Regions from separate parts of the Mus musculus genome. Here region 1 is linked to region 2. A link is a contact called in public HiChIP or PLAC-seq data. All regions are on one chromosome and are shown on one strand. The core of a region is the stretch at or near the end of the contact, and the rest is flanking DNA. Distances in the headings are between cores, read along the strand shown.

Region 1 (6,239 bases), core at 2,494-4,993, 700 kb after region 2:
GAGGGAGGAGAAAGGTTGTAAGAACCAGAGGATCAGGGAGTTTGCTGTGGGACTTCATCTCCTAACCTTAAAAGCTACACACATAAAATCTCACCAACACGACTGTGGAAGTGTGAGCTGAACAAGGTTGACACCAGCAAACATGCCAGTGGACAAGGAAAAGCCAGGAAGGCCTCAATCCTACAGAAACAAAGAAAAACACAGACAATCGAGGAAAGCTGGGAGTAGGAGAGACAGCCCTGCCCAGGAGAGACAGCCAGACAGCCCTGCCCAGGAGAGACAGCCCTGCCCAGGAGAGACAAACAGCCCTGCCCAGGAGAGACAAACAGCCCTGCCCAGGACAGACAAACAGCCCTGCCCAGGACAGACAAACAGCCCTGCCCAGGACAGACAAACAGCCCTGCCCAGGACAGACAAACAGCCCTGCCCAGGAGAGACAGCCCTGCCCAGGAGAGACAAACAGCCCTGCCCAGGAGAGACAAACAGCCCTGCCCAGGACAGACAAACAGCCCTGCCCAGGACAGACAAACAGCCCTGCCCAGGAGAGACAAACAGCCCTGCCCAGGACAGACAAACAGCCCTGCCCAGGACAGACAAACAGCCCTGCCCAGGAGAGACAAACAGCCCTGCCCAGGACAGACAAACAGCCCTGCCCAGGACAGACAAACAGCCCTGCCCAGGAGAGACAGCCCTGCCCAGGACAGACAAACAGCCCTGCCCAGGAGAGACAGCCCTGGCCAGGGAAGAGCACACTAACTGGCCATCCAGTGCCAAAGGCTCAACTCTAAAAACATATACACCAGGAACATGGGCTGGAACTCGATAGGATATATTTAGGAATATGTGTGCATATACAAACATATATGTTTATAGATTTTTTTATAGGGATTGTGCTGGTTTAATAAACCAGTAATTGCAGATTTTTCTCTAACAACCATTAGTTCTAAGTGGATATCTAGGCTTCAGATGCCAGGCATGACATCCCTCTCGTTGAGTGGGTCTTAATCCATGGGTTTGAAGGAGAGTGGAGAGGGGTGGAGAGGGGTTCTCAAGAGGGTTTAGAGTGAGGGTAGAGAGGGGAGAATGTTGTATTTAAATTACGAAGTCAGAGCTCATGGATGGAGAAGTCACTGACCTTAGAGGAGAACCTACAACTGTCGCTTTACTAAGTGGACGTGTCTTCAAAGTGCCTTTAGCTGTTTATATTTATAGCCATAAAATTGTGTCTACTCTTTGCCTTCAAACAAGCTTTCCTTTGCAATGGGTAGCGGTTAACTCAGAGACTCACAGCAACAAATCAGATCTGAAATAAAAGTCTACACTATTCCGACCTTCATAAAGAACTCTTACATTGCACCCACAAAATTGACAACACAGACCCTGTTATAAATGGACGAAGGAATTTAAAAACTGATTTCCCTAGAGACACGCAAATGCCAAAGAGCACATGTAAAGGTCTTTGGCATTAAAGTCATTAGGGAACTGCCAATCAGAAGCACAGCATATCACCTCATATGATATGACCACTCATTGGTATGGCCATAATTTTTTTTGAAGGGGATACAGAAAAATTGTAATCCTCAAAAATTAGCATGAAAACCAATCATGTATAGCAATTAGGGGACAGTGTGAGCAATCTTCAAAGGCAGACAGAATTAACATGGGACCCATCGATTCTAATCCTGGATTCACACCCCAAATTGTTAACAAGAATTCAAACCAAAAACTTTCATGTGAGCATTTATTGGGCACTATTAGCATACTCTAAAAGATCGAAACAACCCAGGTATCTATCAGTAGCTGGATAAGCAAAATGTGGTATATGCACACAATGGAATATTATTCAACCAGATAAGGGTACAAAATACTCATATATGGACAGTACAGATGATCCAAGAAAAACACACTTAGTACAAGGAACGAGACCCAAAGAACCATGAATGTTTTTCTATGTTCCATTTATACAAAAGATCGGAAAGAGAAACACAGAGATGCCAACAGCTAAATGGTCACTGGACCAGAACGAGGGGTTACTGCTTAATGGCTACTAGAATCATGGTTGTAGAAATGCAATCTTGTACAGCTAGGCATTGGAGACATAGCTGTGCTACTGAACTATGCGACTTAGCGTGGTTAAAACAGCAAGCTGAGAATTCATGTGTTTAGTCAGAATTACCAAGAAATATCTGTGCACCGAGCACCTGAAGTGAGGGGAGGTGCTGCTAGGATGGAGAGGTGAACAGGATGGGGAGCTGGTGAACAGGATGGGGAGAAGAATGTTTGGCCTCAGGGAGCCAGAGACAAGAGAGGTGCCGGCCATAGATGGAACATGCGCTCAGTGATGTACAGTCATTGGCAGCCTGGAGGGGAATCAGGCAGGATGGCCTCCACAGCATGACAGGAGCAACAGGCCCATCTGCAGTGACAAGGATGAAATAGGCAGTCCAACCTCCGGAAGCCCGGGTCATTATAGAACATCAGTTATCCCCAGCATATGGGGTGAGTGGAGGCTTCCTGAGGTGCAGAATCCATGCCCTCACAGCTCTGCTCTCCTTTTAAGCAGGAAGGAGAGTGCCCAGGGCCCTTTCACATGTGGGCAGTGAGCCCTGTAGACAGTGGGTCTGTTCCCAGGAGCCTCCTTCCTGCCTTGGCAGCTGCCAGCAGCAGGCCAGACTTCCTCTCTGTGTCTTAAGGTAGGCATCATTGTGCCAGCTCTGACCACAATGAAAGGCATCTGGGGAACCAAGGGAGTAAATTACACTTTACACAGGTTGTTAGGGTTCCTGGAGAGAAACTGTATGTAACCAGGCCTCACCTGGGAGTGCAGACCGACAGTAATCCTGACAGAACCAATGTTCTTTGGACATTCGCCTTGGACTAGACATTGTTCAAAGCTCTCTCCTCTTATGTGTTTATAATCCTCAGAGCACTGCTTCCAAGTACAAAGAATAGTGTCCATATGCCAAGCGATGAACAGAGAGGCTAGTAAAGTTACCTAATCTCACACAGTGCCTGAGCTGGGCATAACATGTGCTTGCCCCTGTGCACACCCTGCGAGAAGCAGCTGTAGGCTTTGTATAGATTATTCTGCGTCACAGACAACCCCCTCCCAACTCATCTCCTTTCTCTCCTCTCTCCCTCTTCAGCCTCCCATCTCTCTAACATATGTCGCCCTAAACTCATCAAAGAAAGCCCGGTGACGCGGAAGGACGGTAGCTCTGCCTTTTAGTTGAGTGTGACCTTGGGTGAATATCTGCACTTCTCTAGTGTGCTAATGGTATCTTTCAAACAATGTTATTAGGATACTAAACTGGGTCTGGTGCAAGGTGTACCCTATGGTGTACCCTAACCTCCAGATGAGAGTATTCTCAGGGATGGAAATTTCCTGGGAGGTGGTGACGCTTAGAAAGCATGAGGCAGGGTCTCAGATCCCACCTCAAGAGTTCAGTCCTGTCGTTCACTGGCCCTGGCCTCAAGCACCAGGTCTCAGTTGGTGCCCTGCACAAGGCTAAGAGAGGAACCTAGCTAGGGTCTGCCTGCCTGAGTGTGTGTATCCTACACTTGTCTTTCTGTAATCCAGACGGCCTACACTGAATAGTAGACTCCATCTTCCTGGGCCTCAGCATCTCCAGCTCCCACTGAAGGGCAGTAGGATGGCCCTCTCTGGCCCATTATATCTGTAGCTGATCCTTAGACCTGTGCTATCTGAGCCCAGGCACTCAGAAGAGCAAGCTAACTGTGATTCACTAGCTCTTACTAACCATTTCTGAGACTTCCTGTTTCCTCTAAGTAACCTAGAAATTGAGACAACACCCAGCCATTTAAAAAAACAAAAAACAAAAAAACCAAGGCATCCGAACTCCAGATGAACAAAACACCACCTGCAATCTAACACTCCCCTGACCCCTCATGACACCTGGGAGTACGTTTTAGCATGCTTCCTCATTTGCAGTTCCAGTTGGCCACGATTCCACATGGCCATCCTTGTTCTCAATGAAGATGATTTTATTCTCTGTCAAAAGATTCCAAAAAGACCCACCCGATATTAATCATGAAAGGCTGGACTGTCTGCAGGATCAACACCCAGCCACAGTCAGAGCTCAATCAATGTGAGCCACATTTCTTTTTTAAGCAGTATTACAAGATCTCCAAAAGCCAGCTACTCAGAGAGCCACTAACTCCTTGCAAGCTTCATGTCACCTTTAACCCCACTTCCCAGCCGTTTGCAGGCAGTGGCACGGAGGGGTCACCGTTGAGTGAAGTTTGTCTTTGTCTAAGAGCAAGTCTGGAGAGAGCCCCAGGGCTCAGGGCTCTCTTCTGCATAACCCAGCGGTTTCTCCATTCCCTCTGCACGTGACCTGGCTTACAGTCTTCTCCCGCCACTGGCTGCTGGTGCTTGGACACATGCCAGTGTGCTAGTGTCCTTGCTAAGCAGGTTCTGCACTGACTCTCTGCTCCTCCAAGCCAGAGGTTGGCCTCAGGACTTGGCCTTGGGGCTGACGGGACTGCAAGATCAACTGTGGTTTCCACAGAAGGAAACCACCCAGATAGGGCGTTGCCTATGCAGCAAATCAGGTCAGCACACATCACACTTGGAGGGCAGCAGGGTATACTGAGTTTTGCTCAGTCTCCCATGGCTTTTGACCGGAGTCCTTTCCCTCACACCCTGCCCACTCATGTCAGGCAAGAGAGTTCAAATCTGTCAGCTTAAGATGTCTCGGGAACATTTTGTAACTGTGCCTCCGCTGAAATGTATGTATCTGTTCCAAGGACTCGCTGGTTGTAAATACGAAAGTAACTGATAACTGCTTATAAGCCCATCCTCCCTTTGCCTGAGGACCTCTGTTCTCAAAGCTTGTTTGCTAGGGTAAAACAGACTAAGGAAGTGACTCTGCTCACCAGAGTACCTGCTTCTGTTATTTTGTCTAAATTACCAAAAGGAAACTCTAGGGCAGAATTCCACCCTTTGCTGAGTGTGATTGCTTATCTCTGACCCTCTATTTGTCTCTGACCAGGCTGAGGGAGGGTCCTTGTTCACTCTCTGTAAGGAACATCCCCTACCAGCAATTTAAGTATACAATGGAAAAGGCAGAAAATCATCTGCAACGGGAGCTGGTGGCATGGTTTGATGGGTAAAGGTCTCTACTGTCAAACCTCATAACCTGAGTTCTGTTTCCCAGGACTCACATAGCAAAAGGAAAGAACCAACTCTCACAAGATATTATCTGACCTCCACACTAGAACCTTGGCATCAATACACACACAGTAAACAAACAAATATGGACAAAAAAAATGGCTTTCAGAATGAGAGCCATTGAAATCACGACCATGAGATAGGCAAATGGGAGAGTTTACTCATAACCTTGGTCCTCAGCCAACTTACAGCCAGCATCCCATTATAGCCTCCTCATCAAAGATGCTCCCATCTCCCATCTCAGGTGCCTAGCTCCACACAAAGGACTTGAACATCTCTTGCGTCAAGTGCTACACCCAGGAACATCAGCAGTGAAAACTCAATGAGAACCCATGAAGACATTGTTCTCACAGCCAAGGATCAAAGAGGCATTCCAAGGACTGCAACCACCTGAGGCTGGCTCCAGCAAGGACACACGTAGAAATCCCAAACTAGTAATCCTCAAAACAGCTGTTGTGAGGCTATAATGGGATGCCTATCAACCCTGGAAACTGAACCATCCAGGGAGAGTCTTGGAGCTTGGGCTCCAGGGCTGCACATCCCTGTGTCATCTTTAGTGAATCAAAGTGACCCCACCCAGTGAACAGGAATCAGGCTGGGCCCCCAACTATGAGTTCTCTAGTCCAGAGGTCCTCAGTTTGGGACTATTTTCCCTCTGGTGATACTTATCTTTGCCCTAATTTGGGGCCAGGTAGAAGGCTGAATGTTCTTTCTAATAGTAGAGGCCCGACAACCTGCTTAACCATCTGTTATGGCTCACACATGGACTGAGTTTGTACCACAGTGGCTCAGGAATTGGAGGTGGGCCTCAGAGTGGCAACACCAGGAAATGGTAGAACCTCCAAGAGGCTGAGCCCAGTGGACGCTGGTCAGGTCATCAGGGTATGGCTTTTGGAAATGAGATTCGTTTATTTCCCCCAGAGAAAGGTGTTATAAAAAGAAGTAGAAAGCTACTTCCCAGTCTCTGGCTTTTCTGGCTCTCATCTCCACTCTTACCACAGTAGCACAGATAGCCCTGAAGTCCTCACCTGCTACTGAATAGGCA
Region 2 (6,803 bases), core at 874-3,373:
TGACAACACCTTTCAGAGTCCAATGGACTATGCATCTCCTTTCATCAAACTATACATGGTCACCACACACGCAGCTAAACAGGGGCTAAGAATCCTGTGATGGAGGAGACAGCTGGAGGGATGTGCCTTGTACAAAGCTCTTCATCAGGTAGAGGCAGATCTGGGTCCCAGGCTGCCCAACTCTCAGTCTAAGTGGTCTTTCTGGTAAGTGGCCACCTCTAGGTCTTTTAAAAACCATGCACAGATTGTCCCTTGTCTTATTAGGATTCTGGTAAGTGAAAGTACTTCATTCAAATGAAAATGGTTTTAGGGAAAGTCTGGTTTTTTTTTTTTGGTTTTGTTTTTGTTTTTTAAATGGGAAAAAGAAACAAGAGAGCCAGTTTCTCCAGATGTGTTTGTGCTTCAGCAGCTGGACCCCTGCCAAGGCTCCCCTTGAGTCTTCCCATGCTCACCCAGAGGCTAGTCTTCAATTCTGTCTCAAAGCATGGGTTTCCAATCTCTGCAAACAGAGCTGCTAGGAGAATGCTGGGGTCTTGGAAATGCTGCCCTATGGCACCTGTACAACCTGTGACACCTGTCCCTCCACTGTGTTGACAGGAAGATGACTATGAAAGTCCCAATGATGATGATCCAGATGGGGAGGACGATGGTGACTATGAGTCCCCTAATGAGGAGGAACAGGCCCTGGTGGACGATGCTGCTGACTATGAGCCTCCACCCTCCAACAACGAGGAGGCTCTGCAGAGCTCCATCCTGCCCCCCAACTCTTTCCACAACACCAACTCCATGTACATCGGTAAGGGCCTCTTGGTAACTTGCAGCCCTGGGAGAAGCTGCTCATTGAGTTTCTCTGGGTGCTGATTCCTACTCAGCTTACGAAAAACTGGTGGCTTGAGGCTGAAGACTGCCTCTCTAGGTTAATACTAGAACAGAGGACAAAGGCTTGATGGGAAGAGGGCGGTTATGTGGCACTGTCATCTATAGAAGGTCACGACAAATATGAGGACACTCAGAGAGACTGGCTCTGCCTTTCCCACGAGACAGACTTTTCAGGATGTTCCTCATCTACCTGCTGTTCTATACTCATATGTTCTTCCTCATTCATTCATTCATTCATTCACAAAGTCACAAATATTACTCATCTCCTATTATGAGCCAGACACCATGTGCTGGAACCCACCAAGAGGGAGGAGGTGACAGAAAATGAACATAGGCACACTTGGCTTCCTCTGCAACCAGGGAACAGTGTATCTCACCCTGGGAGCTGTGCTATACTCTGCTTCAGATTGCGCCCCACCACCTCACTTTGAGTACTGAAGGATAGAACATGAAAGCTAACAGACAGGGAACTTCAGCCAACATTAAGGCTGTTCCAGACTTAGAAAACTGGAGCAGAAAAGGGAAACCAAGTTGGCGTGTGTCTCTAGGTACCTGTCACAAAGACACAGAGTGAGCGTGATAACCCTCATCCTTCAGCACTCTTAGTCTAGTGGGTGAAGCAACACTAAACTAATGTATCCTGTCATTTCATTAGGCCAGTGTAATAAATATGTTTGTTCCTTCAGGATGTGGTATTTGAGCGACAGTCTTTGGCTGATGTTAAATACTGTATTGCAACTGAGTAAGGGTTGGTTAAATGACGCTGAGACGGGTAGGGGAGGAATATTTGATGCACATGAAACGACAGCGCATAGTCCCTGAGGTCCCAAGGAACATGGCCTATTGGAGGTTCTGAAGGGCAGCCTGTGGTGTGGATCCCAGGCTTACCATTGCTCCTTGCCTGAGCCCTTTCCTTCTGGAAGGGAAATGACATTCTTCACAGGGCTGACAAACGGGAAGGTCAAGAGAGTACTCAATGGTCTTTCCAGTTTGACTTTCCAGACTCCCTCCACAATCTTCCCAAAACTAACAGTCAGTTATGTTAGGGTTTCTGTGGCTCTGATAGAGCTCCAGGCTCCAAAGCACAAGAAGACAGAGGCCCTTGCCCTCCTGCTGTCCCAGCCGAAGGGGGAAGGGGGAAGGAATTCCAAACTTGTCAAGCTGGTTCTGGGCAGTTCTGTGGCAATCAGAACAGCATGTCTGTCTAGGGCAAAGCCCTGTGCTGCTTAGTTTGGTAACAGAATTGGGGCCCAGCTCCTCCCTTTAAGGGAGGAGAAGGAGGAAGTGGGAGAGCATAGCAGCTCAGAGTACTGGTATAGGGAAGGAAGCAACAGAATAAGGGACTCCTGAGGGTGGCAGAGAACTGACCAGCAGCTGTGTGTGCAGTGTGAGCATATGTATGCAGGCTCGCACACACGTGTCTCTGTGCATGCTTAAGTGTCGGCATACACTCATGTTTCTTGGCACACATGTGTGCACATGCATGTTGAACATACACACTTGTGCTCTGTATTTGCATGTGTGCATATACATGCACACGGATCATGTTGCATGCATATGCACATCTACACATGTAGAATTGTATCTGAAAACACTCACTGGGGTAATTCTGTGGAGGCTTCCTTTGAGTAGCAGTGTCTCAGATAGTACCTGTTTGTGTGAGGGACAATAGGAGTTATTCCAATGTGTAAGAAGAGTTAAACCAAATCTGCAGGAGAGGGACAGATAGGGACCAAGGACTTCCTGCCTCCTGTAGGACCCAGGCTGGGTTTGACTATCTCAGATTCATGCTGGTACTGATGGAGATCTGGAGGAGAAGGGTCAGGTGCTCCTGACACTTCAAGCTACACACTCAGGTATAACATGTTCTAGAAGACAACTGAATTAGACAACACTCACTTCAAATTTTTATCTCTTCTCTCTTCTCTTGAATTCTCTTCTCTTCTCTTCTCTTCTCTTCTCTTCTCTTCTCTTCTCTTCTCTTCTCTTCTCTTCTCTTCTCTTCTCTTCTCTTCTCTTCTCTCTCCCTCCCTCCCTCCCTCCCTTCCTTCCTTGTTTCTTTCTTGGTTTTTGTTTGTTTGGTTTGGTTTGGTTTTTCTGAGACAAGGTCTCTCTGTGCAACCCTGGTTGTGTTGGAACTAGCTTTGTAGGCCAGGCTGGCCTTGAACTCAGAGATCCTGCCTTTCTCTGGCTCCCGGATGGAATTAAACGGCTCTTCTTTCTTTTTAACATTGTGTTTCCGCAGACCGACCTCCCACTGGCAAGGTCTCCCAGCAGCCTCCAGTGCCCCCACTGAGACCAAAACCTGCCCTCCCTCCCCTGCCAACAGGCAGGAATCACTCGGTAAGCCTCCTCCCTTTCTTCCAGGCCGCTTTGTTTCCATAACAGTTCTTTTTTCCAGTAGACAGAAAAGGAACTGAGCATCTTTACCTAATTCTAAGTTTGTAAGAGAAAATGCACACCCTCACGTTCTGTTCAGTGGTTCAACTTTGTGATAAGCAGTTTCTATGTATGCCATAATGTTTATTGGCATTTTTTGGCACCGTAAACAATACGAACTGCGTGTATAATGAGATACTCCCTTCCAATATCATTGTGCTATCTCCCCTATTTAATTGTGGGAGAGCCAAGTCTGGTCGGGCATCTTCCGGTGTTGCCAAGATAGACCTCCTCCTGCAAACAGCGCTGCGCCACCTGCTGGCAACATCAAGAAATTCCAGGGATGACCGCCTTCTGACCACAGGATTTCCAACACCGCGAAGCCCACGAGAGAAACAGTGGCACTAAGTCACACGTTTCCTTTTGTTTCAGCATATGGCCCAGTTCCTATAGAGCTCACATGTAGCTCAGTCTAAAGGAGTCGGTATCTGGCGAAGTGCTCTTTCCGCAAGGAGCCAGGACACTTTAGCAGAGATGCCAGCAGGAGGGGGTGATCTGTGAGAAGGGGATCCTCGCTACTGTGAGGTCTCAGTATCTTCGAAGACTCTCCTCATACCGCAATCTCCTCTTCTAGTTCTGACACTTTGGCTCTTACTACAGTTGCTAAAGTGGAGCCCAATGTGTCTTCAGATTTCAAAAGCGAAATGCTTTTGAAATCTGAAGACTTTGACATCTACCCATCACTTTGACAGATATTGATTAGGCAGCTACTTCACACCAGTGTTCACTTTGCCGGAGGAAGAATATGGAACAGCACACAATGCCCCGACCCTTATAACGTTTTGATATAAACAAGCACACAGATGTAGGTGTGTACTTTAGGAAGGCAGGGGGCCGAGTAACATGACAGAGGGTACAGAGCTGACACTGAGCGGGCACAGGGTGAGCCAGTCATAGGGAAAGCAGAAGGGACATCCCGGGCAGAGGAAACCAGGCACAGAGATGTTCGTGGTGATGCGTGAGCTTTGGGTTTTGTGAGAACTGTAAGGAGATCCTTATGCAGGGACCGTGGAGCATCAGAGGAACATAAAAATGGCTTCAAAAGGTGGGCAGGGCATGTCATGTGCGCTTCACAGGGGTTCATGTCTCACTTCTGATGTGACTAGACCCTTGGAGGGCTTGGTAGGGAAGTTTCAGCCTGGTCCTTTGCCGTGTTGAAGGCCTGGGGCATGAGAGAGTGAGGAAGTTCAGAGGGGCACAACCTCGGAAGCTCAGCTGACAGAGGGGACAGCTAACTGTGGATCAGACCTGAAGATGAAGGAAAGGGATCCAGCTACTGGGGAGAGAATGCCACTAAGACGAAAAGAAGCTGTTGTGGAAAAGCTTCTAAACATTTGGATTTTTTTTTTAATTCCATGCAGCCACTGTCTCCACCCCATCCCAACCACGAAGAGCCCAGCAGAAGTGGAAACAACAAGACAGCAAAGTGTAAGCACAGGGTGCTTTCTGCCCACCAGCCCATCCTCCCAATCCCCAGCCAGATGCTTTCATTTTATTTAACTGACCTTACCCTTTTATACTATAGTGCCTGCTCCATCAATAGACAGAAGCACAAAACCTCCCCTGGACCGCTCACTGGCCCCTCTTGACCGAGAGCCCTTCATACTAGGTTGGTATTATTCGTATTTTATGCATAATAATAATGGGTACGTTTGTAGAGTGCTAAGCACACACACACACACACACAATCTATCTATCTATCTATCTATCTATCTATCTATCTATCTATCTATCTATGTATATATATATATGAATATTCATGTATATATACTTATATATGTATATATATAAACATACATACATACAGAAGCACATACATACATGCATATACATACACACACATACACATACACACATACACATATACATACACACACACACACATTTGGGGAGAGAACTCCACCAAGACACACACACACACACACACACACACACACAAAATCTCATTTTACTACTGGTATAATACTGTAAATTTGTGAGAAACATCCTCATTTTACAGAGGAAGAAATCAAAGCACAAAGCAGTAACTTTCTAACATTACTCAGTGACCAAATGATGAAAATAGAGACCTAAACCCAGATCAGCCTGGTGCCAGAAGCCCTGCTCTCAGTCCCTGGGCTGTGCCTGCTCCACCATGCCTGTGAGCTGTGTGTACTGTGGCCAAGGCACAGGAGGATGCAACCTGGTACTCAAGGAGGAAATGGGCTGAGAGGCAAGAGCACCAGGAGAGCTGTAGTCAGCTGTTTTGGTTGCTATTTATTAGTTTACTGACCCAGGGGATGCTGCATGCTTAGGCCACAGTCTCATGTCAAGAGGATGTTCTCTTAGGAGGATACGCTTTCTAAAATGTTCAGATGTCAAAATTGCCCTTTGCGGTGGCGCGTTCAGTTGATGAAACACTACGGACTTTTCCCACAATTTACTCATGGTTCCAGCTGCCTTGATTCTAGCTACCCTTACATAGAGGTATTCTTTAATTCATCCCTAAAACTTAGTTACAATTTATTGAACATCTAGGATGGGGCAGGTGCTTTGCATCCTTAGGCCAAGCCAGTGAAGGGTGTGTTATCTCCACCTCTCAGACGATGAAGGGTCAGAGAGGTCAAATAGTATGCTCTGTCTTGTATAGGTGGGTTAAGACTTGAACCCATGTCTTTCTGACTTTTGCACTGAGGTGGTGGCCTTTGAACTTGCTGTAGACAAGGTGTATCTAGGCAAGAGGTACCTAAACGGAGTAAACACAGAATCCATATCTAGGCTCCATACCTTCTCCTCTTCAGTGGGACTCTGAACAAGGCCTTTGCCCTTTCTTGGCCTCAGTAGTCTCCTTGGTTGGCAAAATGACTTTGAGATCTTGGATTGGATTGGAAGCTGCAGCTCGTTGTCGTATCTCTGACTCCCAATCTAACTCTGCTGAGTCATGCATTTGCAGTTCACTGTAGAGAGCTGTACACATCATATAAAGAGAAAGGTAGACGAGACCCAGACTCGAACCCTGCTCTCTAAGCCAGGGCATCAGGAAAGTGGGATACAGATGTGACGACTTCACAGTCATCTGTATACACAACTCACTCTCTTAAAGAGTCACCTTTTGCGATGTCTGTAGACATTTTAGAGATGATGTTTCCTGATGATCCATGTTTGAACTTTGAGTTACATCCTTGTTAATGAAGCTGTGGAATGACTAACGTCTTCCACTAATGCTTAGCCTATAACCATCAAGCTCCTAACGTGGCCAGAGTGTAGGCATATCACAAGATCGCTGTTTAGTTGGTTGATTTGTTTCTTATGAATCAAATATTTTCTGAAAATGGAAAGCCTCCTTTGTCCAAAGACTATTCATTTGTTTTTGGAGTGTCCCTTTAAATAAGATGTTTAATCGCTAACTCTAAATATTTATGAAACTCCTTTTGTGCCCCAAGAATGCTTTTCCCTTGGCTAGTGAGTTATTCAAAGTAGGCAAGCTCCTCAGACCTTCCTGGGTC

What was found. HiChIP or PLAC-seq counts read pairs in DNA pulled down with a chosen protein or histone mark.
Region 1: an H3K27ac HiChIP or PLAC-seq map of regulatory T cells shows a contact between it and region 2, with 8 times the contacts expected there. The contact joins two enhancer-like sites. A contact is called at or near these places in 2 of 39 promoter capture datasets (embryonic stem cells and stem cell-derived epiblast-like cells) and 4 of 115 datasets of contacts at active chromatin or transcription factors (large pre-B cells, microglia, regulatory T cells and 1 more).

What each region holds. Positions count from the first base shown.
Region 1 is chr11:34,766,983-34,773,221 of GRCm38.p6, forward strand. The region is part of intron 1 of Dock2 (dedicator of cyto-kinesis 2); the gene reads right to left. Among named protein-coding and RNA genes, the nearest start is that of Dock2, 14 kb to the right of the region's middle. Within about 2 kb of position 3,744, at least 152 of the 459 cell types and tissues checked have an H3K27ac peak or open chromatin away from gene starts, as enhancers often do. A contact at or near this core is called in microglia and regulatory T cells, where this site is marked.
Region 2 is chr11:34,070,373-34,077,175 of GRCm38.p6, forward strand. It overlaps Lcp2 (lymphocyte cytosolic protein 2), which reads left to right. Exons shown (of 21, transcript NM_010696.4): 7 at 598-796; 8 at 3,125-3,222; 9 at 4,680-4,746; 10 at 4,844-4,927. The region is part of intron 3 of 4930469K13Rik (RIKEN cDNA 4930469K13 gene); the gene reads right to left. Among named protein-coding and RNA genes, the nearest start is that of 4930469K13Rik, 25 kb to the right of the region's middle. Within about 2 kb of position 2,124, at least 69 of the 459 cell types and tissues checked have an H3K27ac peak or open chromatin away from gene starts, as enhancers often do. A contact at or near this core is called in microglia and regulatory T cells, where this site is marked.